Linked DNA regions of Zea mays: region 1 is linked to region 2. A link is a contact called in public Hi-C data. All regions are on one chromosome and are shown on one strand. Each heading gives the region's core, a stretch centred on a gene start, on an enhancer-like site or on the middle of the called end of the contact. The rest is flanking DNA. Distances are from core to core; before and after follow the strand shown.

Evidence for each region. A called contact is a pair of places that touch in the nucleus more often than the background predicts.
Region 1: a contact with region 2 is called in a Hi-C map of bundle sheath, with 2.8 times the contacts expected there. The contact joins the promoter of LOC100193337 here to the promoter of LOC100274295 in region 2. A contact is called at or near these places in 2 of 25 Hi-C or Micro-C datasets (bundle sheath and leaf).

What each region holds. Positions count from the first base shown.
Region 1 is chr2:7,074,758-7,078,864 of Zm-B73-REFERENCE-NAM-5.0, reverse strand. LOC100193337 (Syntaxin-51) reads right to left here and starts at 1,256. Exons shown (of 7, transcript NM_001138472.1): 1 at 863-1,256; 2 at 17-233. The coding sequence starts at 231.
Region 2 is chr2:6,828,601-6,832,287 of Zm-B73-REFERENCE-NAM-5.0, reverse strand. LOC100274295 (nucleolin) reads left to right here and starts at 1,906. Exons shown (of 2, transcript NM_001148659.1): 1 at 1,906-2,608. The coding sequence starts at 2,528.

The sequences.
Region 1 (4,107 bases), core at 7-2,506, 250 kb before region 2:
TTGCAACACGACATACATTGACTTTGGAGGAATTCTGCCAAACAATGACTCCAAGCTATCCAGTCTAGTACCAAGAATAGTTATTTTTCTCCGAATGGCTGAAGTATGCCGCATAATTTCTGGGCCTGATTGTGGAAGAGACCCTCTGTCGGCAATCATGGAACTGATGTCATCAGCAAGTCTGGATGCTTCATTGTATTCCTTCATCCATGGGTCCGAAGATGATGCCATTGCTGGTTAATTCAAAATGACAGAACACGTCATGTGAGCAGAATTTGGATAAGCATAATAGCATAAACAACAATATTGTAACCCATTATCAAACAATTTCATTGTAATAAACTAGTATCATGCAGAGCCCTTCATGTCTATGTAAAGCACCACCAGAACTGTGGTTGAAAAGGCAGGAAGCTCTTACAGGCAAGTTATCAACAGACAGTTTCTAGGCATTGCTGTCTATCAATGCCATTATTGAGTACAACAAGCTTCATAGAAAAGGATTTGCATGTGTAGAACTTTGTTTGACTAGAGCAAATGATACATCATGAATCTGCGAGTAGTATTTTTCCCAGCACACCTACCTTTGGTATTAAGCACAATTAAGGGTGACAATGGGCTCTAAAATTTACACTATAAATTTTAAGGATCGGATAGGATTAGAATTGGGCTCTATTTTTATTCAAATTTTAACTAAAATTAATATAGGGCTCTAACAATTTGTGAAGAAACATTTGGATCGCGATCTATTACCACCCCTAAGCACGATAGAACTAGACATGGGCTAAAGTACACCAAGGTAGCACTTAGAAGAAACAAGACTACTCAAAATTTACAGTGAACATTGCCAAAAAAAAATGCTTGCCTCTACTGCAGCTAACCCCAACTGAGGATGACTATAGCATGCTGTCCCTTGCTCCCAGCTTGTTGGTCACGGGTCAGTATCTAATCATGATAGTTCTCAGATAAGCTGAGACATCCCAGACTCAAACCAAATTTCTGGCTTGTAGAATTGCAACAAGATAACTCCCTTCACAACAATTATTAATCCTACTACATTAAATTCGTAGAAGCCTCGTGCTGGACGCAGAAAGACCGAATCAAAATGCTAGAATTCGCCATGAATCCAAAATCCCCCCATGATAGCTCTTCTCCCCATTGTTGAATCGTGCGTATCCGTCTATAAAATCACCAAAATCCCCAGCCGTCGTTCCCCAGAAGGACCCTACCGAGATCCCAATAGACACGTAACCTCACCCTGTGGGTACTGATGTGGAGGAAACAGGACAGAGAGGAAAGATTAGGCCACGAATAGGCGAACCTGGTAGATCTGGACGCAATCGGAGGACCAGAGATCGAAACCGGGCCTCGGTCGAGTCGCCTCCCCCTTCCTCTTCTTTTCCGCGTGTCTTTGACGAAGCTGTGGCGAGCAAGAAAGAGAGGCAATAATTGCCTTTTTCTGTTAATTGTTTGACGAGAAATATAAAAGACGGAACGCCGTTGCAGTGGGTAGGGCTGACAATGGGCCTCAAATTTTACGCTATAAAACTTAAGGATCGAATCGAATTAGGATCAGGTTTTATTTCTATTTATTTTTTAACTATAAATAAGTTAGGGCCCTACCAAATTGTGAAGAGTCATTTGGATCGCGATCCATTACCACCCCTAGCCGTGGGTGCATGCGCATGTACCTGTACCTGACGCGGGTAAAGGAACGGCGGAGCCCACCACGTCGTTAGCTGGGACGACGCTAGGATGGAGGTGGCGGCCTCGCAGGTGGGGGCGGGGGCGACGTCAGGCTGGCCGCAGCGCTCGCCGCGCGACCGCCCCCTCCCCTTGAGTGGCGGCTACAGGGGCGCCCCTGCGCCCGCAGCGCGGCCCCCTGCGAGGCCCCCCACGCGGCGGAGATGAACAGCACTCCGCTGGCTGTAGCGCGCGCTCTCTCTCCCCCTTGCACTGTTCGTGTGGGCCCGGTTTGAATTAATAGTAGTAGAAAAATTGATAGTAGGTAAAAAGTAGGTATAGAAAATAATATTTTATATTGTAGTGGAGTATAGGGGGAGTATTTAGGGGGAACCGCTGCGGGAGATGAAAAAGTAGGGGATAAACTATTGATGATGTGACCCAAAAAAGTGATATAGGGGGAAAAATTTAGAGGGAACCGCTGCGGATAGCCTCAAGGTGGTGGGATCTCGGGGCGGCGGCGTTGGGCGGCGGGTAGCCGGGATGTCGGGGAGTGGCGGGCGGATCCGGCGGATGGAGGGGGCCGATGAGAGCTTTTTGAAACAAGGTATCACCAAGACAAGCTTATGAAAATAGGTATCTTATAATCCGTTCAACTTCAGATTTTTGCTATCGGGTGTGATTTAGCCGATCCGCAGTCGAGTCTATCTCACTGTCCCATTTCTTAGAACGGATCGGCGGTCGAGCTGGAGCTGGCGACGCTCTTCTTTGCCGGCGCGCGCTGGAGCTCGTCTCCAACTCGAGCGCCGATATGTTCTAAGAAATGGGGCAGTGAGATGGACTGCCGTAACAGCGACTACGGATCGGCTAAATTACACTTCGATAGCAAACTTCCGAAGTTGAAAGGATTATAATACTAAAATTCTAATTTCGGTATTTAGGATACCTATTTTCAGAAGCTCAGTCTTGTGATACATTGGTTCCAAAAAACTCGACCGATGAGACAGAACGAGGGAGGACAGCGGCGACTGTACAATTAATTTTACTTCGCCGGGAAGAAAACCACGGCCCATATGTTGACATGGGCTACAATCCTCGCATCGCATCGAGAATGGCAAGACAGGGGCCGTGACATGGTCCTCCGGGTATGCGGTAACTAGCTCCAGCAAAGGACCTCAAAGAGTTCTGTATCTTAAATATAAAAGATCAAATGGTTCTCTATGCTCTACAACAACGTCCTTTAAACAATCCTCTAAATTTAGAGGGCGTTGCTGAATTCTCTATATATAGAGTTTCTCTAAACGGTCCTCTATCCATTTGGATACTTTAAATAACCGGTTTAGCAAAAATAAAATATGTACAATACATTTGAGAGTATGACAAATACGTATGCAAAAAAATTAAAATAAAAAATGTCTCTAATATAGATATTTGAGTATAGAGGACGTTGTTGTAGAGAAAGGAGATATAGAGGATGGAATCTTTTAGAGGAGACTGTAAAAGACGACTATAGAGGATGAATATAGAGGACGTTGCTGGAGACAGCCTAAGGGGTAAGTTTTAGTAGGTGTTTGGCTTTTAGGGCCAGTTTGGAAGCGGGATGAATGAAGTGAGTAAAATCTCCTTATTCAATTTTGAATAAAAAAGAGATTTTAACCTCTCTAATTCTCTCCGGTATTTTAACTTTCAAACTAGCCTTTAAAAACTAATTTTTAGTCTCTCTATTTTATTATATTTTAGCCTATAAATTATCAAATTTGAAAACTAAAACCTTAATTAGAAAACTAATTATATATACGAAGACTAAAAGACAAGAAGAAGACTCAAAGACGAGACAAATTTATTAATGAGGTGTTTGTTTGAGATTATAATCTATCTAGATTATATAATCCAATAAATTTTAAACTAAGTGTTAGTTAAAAATTTATTAAATTATATAAATTGAGCAAATTATAATTCTAAACAAACACCCCTTAAAATACACATGTATTGAGGTGTAACTTAAACTAATTTACACCCCAATCCACCTCAACACACGCGGATTAGGGTTAATACTAGAGTATTCAAACAAAACCTCCCCGTCCCCAGTCCTCGTCGCCGTCCCTAGTCCCCATCCACGACCAGGGATGGCAACAGGTCCATTCCCCGGCGGGGCAGTGCCCCCAATCCCCCTCTCCGTCCCCGCGGCACCGGTTTTTCCCCGTTCCCCATCCCTAGCCGCGGAGAAGGTTTTCCCATCCCCGTTCGGATATATGGGCCCCAACGGAGAAAAACGGAGGGGATTGATGGGACTAGAATCATCTTCTTAATTTGAATAAGAAGGTGATTCTAGCCCCTCCAATCCCCTCCGGTTTTGCGGCTCCCAAACTAGCCTATATCTTTTTCTGCCTGGTTCAAGGAACGAGGCCCCATTGCCATCCCATGCAT
Region 2 (3,687 bases), core at 657-3,156:
TCCATGTGGATTGAGTGTGATTGGGCGGGTTTAAATCCCAAGCAAGTCAAACTTAATTTTTTTCAATCCCATACAATCCATGTGTAATGTGTAATGGGAATAACCGAACAATGTCTAAATGTGTTTGCATTCTTATTATGATATCTCTTAAGCCTCTGTTGAGCACACGATCATTGTTCTCAATTTTTTATACATCATCCTATTTTTATTGAGCTTATTTCGAGTTATGTTTGACCTGATACTCCAGGTTCATTTGGTTTAGGATTTTCATCAGTTGTTCAGTGCAGTCTTAATTAATGACTCTGAGCCAAAAAAATCTTAATATACTTGGTCTGATTTTTAGATTCTCCAGACAGAATTATAAAAATTAATTATAATGGATCTCTATGAGGTCATTTGCGTAATGATGACCATATCCAGCCAATGTTACACACTTTCCGGACTGATGTTGCAATAAATTTTTTCCCCTGTTTACGATCATGGATTCATAATTGGGGCTCGTAATATCTGTCACTTATTATGTGCATTTCAGAAATATTCTGAATCGGAATCTAGTGGACTTGCTTTGCGTTGCATGAACTATTTATGGGTATGGGCACGGTTTGGCCTGGTTCCTTGCGGGGCCATTGGCTTATTGTGCTACAAGGATGGCAGAGCTATAATACTATTTATCCAGCACAGTCGGTGCCTCACAAACCGGAAAGGTATGAGCTTTTCTTTTACTACCCCCTGTTACGAATGATTCGGACTCGAAGGTTCATGAATTGCTGTTGAAGCTGTTTAGCCCATCAGATGATGAGAACAAAGGAATCACATTCCCGATTTGCTGTCGCCCCCGCTAATCTTCCCCAGCTTTTCTTTGCACAAGCATCCTGGCTGCAAGTAGCCTGATGCTCGTGCTGAAGCTTTGTTGAAGCCAACCGTATCTTTTGACCTTTCTATCTCCCTCTTTCTCTATTGCTCGCTGCCGTTTTGGGCCCCATTTCCCTTGCCGTTTTGATTGGTTTCATGCTAGCAAGTGGTTTTTTTCTAGTATGTTTTATTATCAGGACCTAGCAACGAACGTTGGTTCCTGCCGACACGATGAGTGTTACACATAACTGTAGGTGCTATGCTGAGGCGTCCTTTACACATAACTGGACTCTACACGCTGACGTTAGTTTTGTCGCCGCACGGGTCATCTGGGGATTTTGCGGTGCCGGAACGGGGGTGGTTCTGAGGGGGAAACATGTGGGATTGCACACAGAATTTGACGCTGTGAACCAGAGAACTCTTCTCTGCCGATGTCAGCTCCCAACTCCAACGGCTGCTGTACTCCGTGATCTGTTCCCACCTACTCCTCGCGGTGGTATTTAATGCGTGTCCGTCGGTCCGTCCTCTACGCAGAGGATTTGAGTATCGTCATCTCTGAGACGCTAATGACGTGTTAGCGACGTGCGTTTGGCTCTTGAGCGGTGTCGACGGATTGCTCTTTGTGAAACTGACTTGTGTTTACTTTTCTTTTTGTGTGTGTGAAAAAAAAACTGAGTCCGATCTGTTGCCAAAGGCGCCTTGTGGTTTGAGGCGAGAACGCCACAGGGAAGGGGGAAAAAACAGCAGCGCAGAACCACGCGGACCGATTAATTAATCCCATCCGTCTGTTTCGTCTCCATTAACCAGATCAGTTTTTTTTCTCTTTCAACCACCGTTGAAGTACACAGTCCACATAATCTCACCTCAAACCCGGGGCAAGAAGCGATTTACGCATATGCCCCCTCCAGCCATCAGTAGCCACGGGCTATCCTGCGCCCACCACCTGCCCTCCTGCCTTCGTCCTGCCCGGCGCCTCTGCCCTCCTCCGGGCTCCACAGAGTGAAAAAGTCTCCTCTTTTCCTCTTCCTCTCCCGTTGCCAGGCATGGGGTTGGCCTAGTTGTGCCCGTTGAGCACTAGCAGCCTCCTTGAAACCTCCAGATCTGTGCCTCCAAGGCCCCCGTTCCTCGGCAACAAGGTAACCTCCCTGTTCCTGCTCCCTTTCCTGACTACTGGTGATGAGGATGATCCTATCCGGTGCCTCCTCTGTTAACGCCTAGTCCTGTCGTTTCAATCAGCTGTTTCCTGTTAGTTTTTCCTCTCCTGCAGTGTCTACCTTTTTCATATGCATGTTTATGGGATAATAATGTTTCCCTTGCAGCAGAACAGATACTTGACCGAACATTGCAGGTTCTCTCCTCACGCGAGAGGAGCTGAAAAAGTAGTAGCGCCCTCTTGTTCATCCCATATTTTTGTTTGTTTGTTTTGCACCCCAAGTTCCCAAGAGCTTTTCTTTGCCTGACAGTTGTACTTGCGCCCCTGCGGAGCAAATCTAAGATTGGGTTTTTGCTAAAATTAGGTAGGGGGGCACAGAAATCTCACTGTGCCTGCCTGCCTGCTTTGGCCGGCCTTGGGAAAGTGCCAGTTTTTAAGTTTTCCTCAACGGTATGCTGCAGTCCCATCTGACGGACCTTGTTCCCTGTGCCCGCCCACGTGGCCTCCTCTGCAGCCGTCCAGATGGACACCGCCGCGCCCCTGCAACTGAAAGCCTGCGCCGGCGACGCCGCGGAGAAGCTGCTGCTCGCCGTCGCAGCCGAGGTAAACATCCGTAACAAAAAAAAAATCACCGCCAAGCCCCCCCTCCCTCCCTGTTCATTCATTTTGTCGTTCTAGTCGGTTCTCTGATTCGGCTGCTGTATATTATTTATATTTAATTGGCTTTATTTATTTATTTATTTATCCTACTGGCGCAAAGGCCTGCCTGCCTGCTTGCTTTGGGCCGTTGAGTGGGTGAGATATTGTTCTTTGTTTTGGACTCTTTTCGGATGCGGATTTGTGTTGGCGGGTTTAGGGTGTGGTTTTTCCAGGCGGGGTCCGGGATTTGAGTTCCGTGGGGTGGTGCTGAGTGGGGGCCCACGGGATACAAACGCCCCCTTGTTTGGTTGCTATTTACAACCTTACCCCCGCTCCGCGCCCCCGAATATTCGCTTCTCATGACACCGAAAGATTCCTACTCGATCTCCAGATATTTTCCCCCGCCTCGTCAACAGCCCGTGGGGTTTTTCTTTTTCTTTTCCCTTCCATCTAGAAAAACCGGCGAGAAGCTGCTGTCCCGTTTCAGTGGCTTAACTTCTAAGCAACATGTTTCAGGCAACGCACAGTGATCTGGTTACTGTAGCGATGTTATTATGCGTCCAGGCCACTCTCTCTAGGAAATTAATATGCATCAAGTTGTTTTCTGCCCACAGTTTTGTAGGAATACTTCCTTAAGATCAACTCCAGTAGTTCTCTAGAAGACTCTAAATCAATAATTTAGATAGCTAAACTAAAAACTCCTCTTCAACGGCTCTCTAAATAATTTCGTTTTTTTATTACTTGAGGACTTGCTAAATCTAGTATTTAGGTTGTACCTCCGTACTTTTTTATTTGTCGTGGTTTAGTTTAAAAATAAACTAGCTGAAGACAAATATTTTAAAACGGAGGTAGTAGAATTATATATAGCTATTGGAGTTGCTCTGATGACTAGAAAAAAGGTCTTTCTTTCTTAAACGCCAAGCCTGTCCGCCGTCCTTTGCCGCTTGCATTTCACTGCGAGTTGCGACCGCCAAGTTGGTCCACAGTTACTTAACAGTGCGGTCCGTATTTATTTTTGCTCACCAGGGTCCCTGGCTATCGAG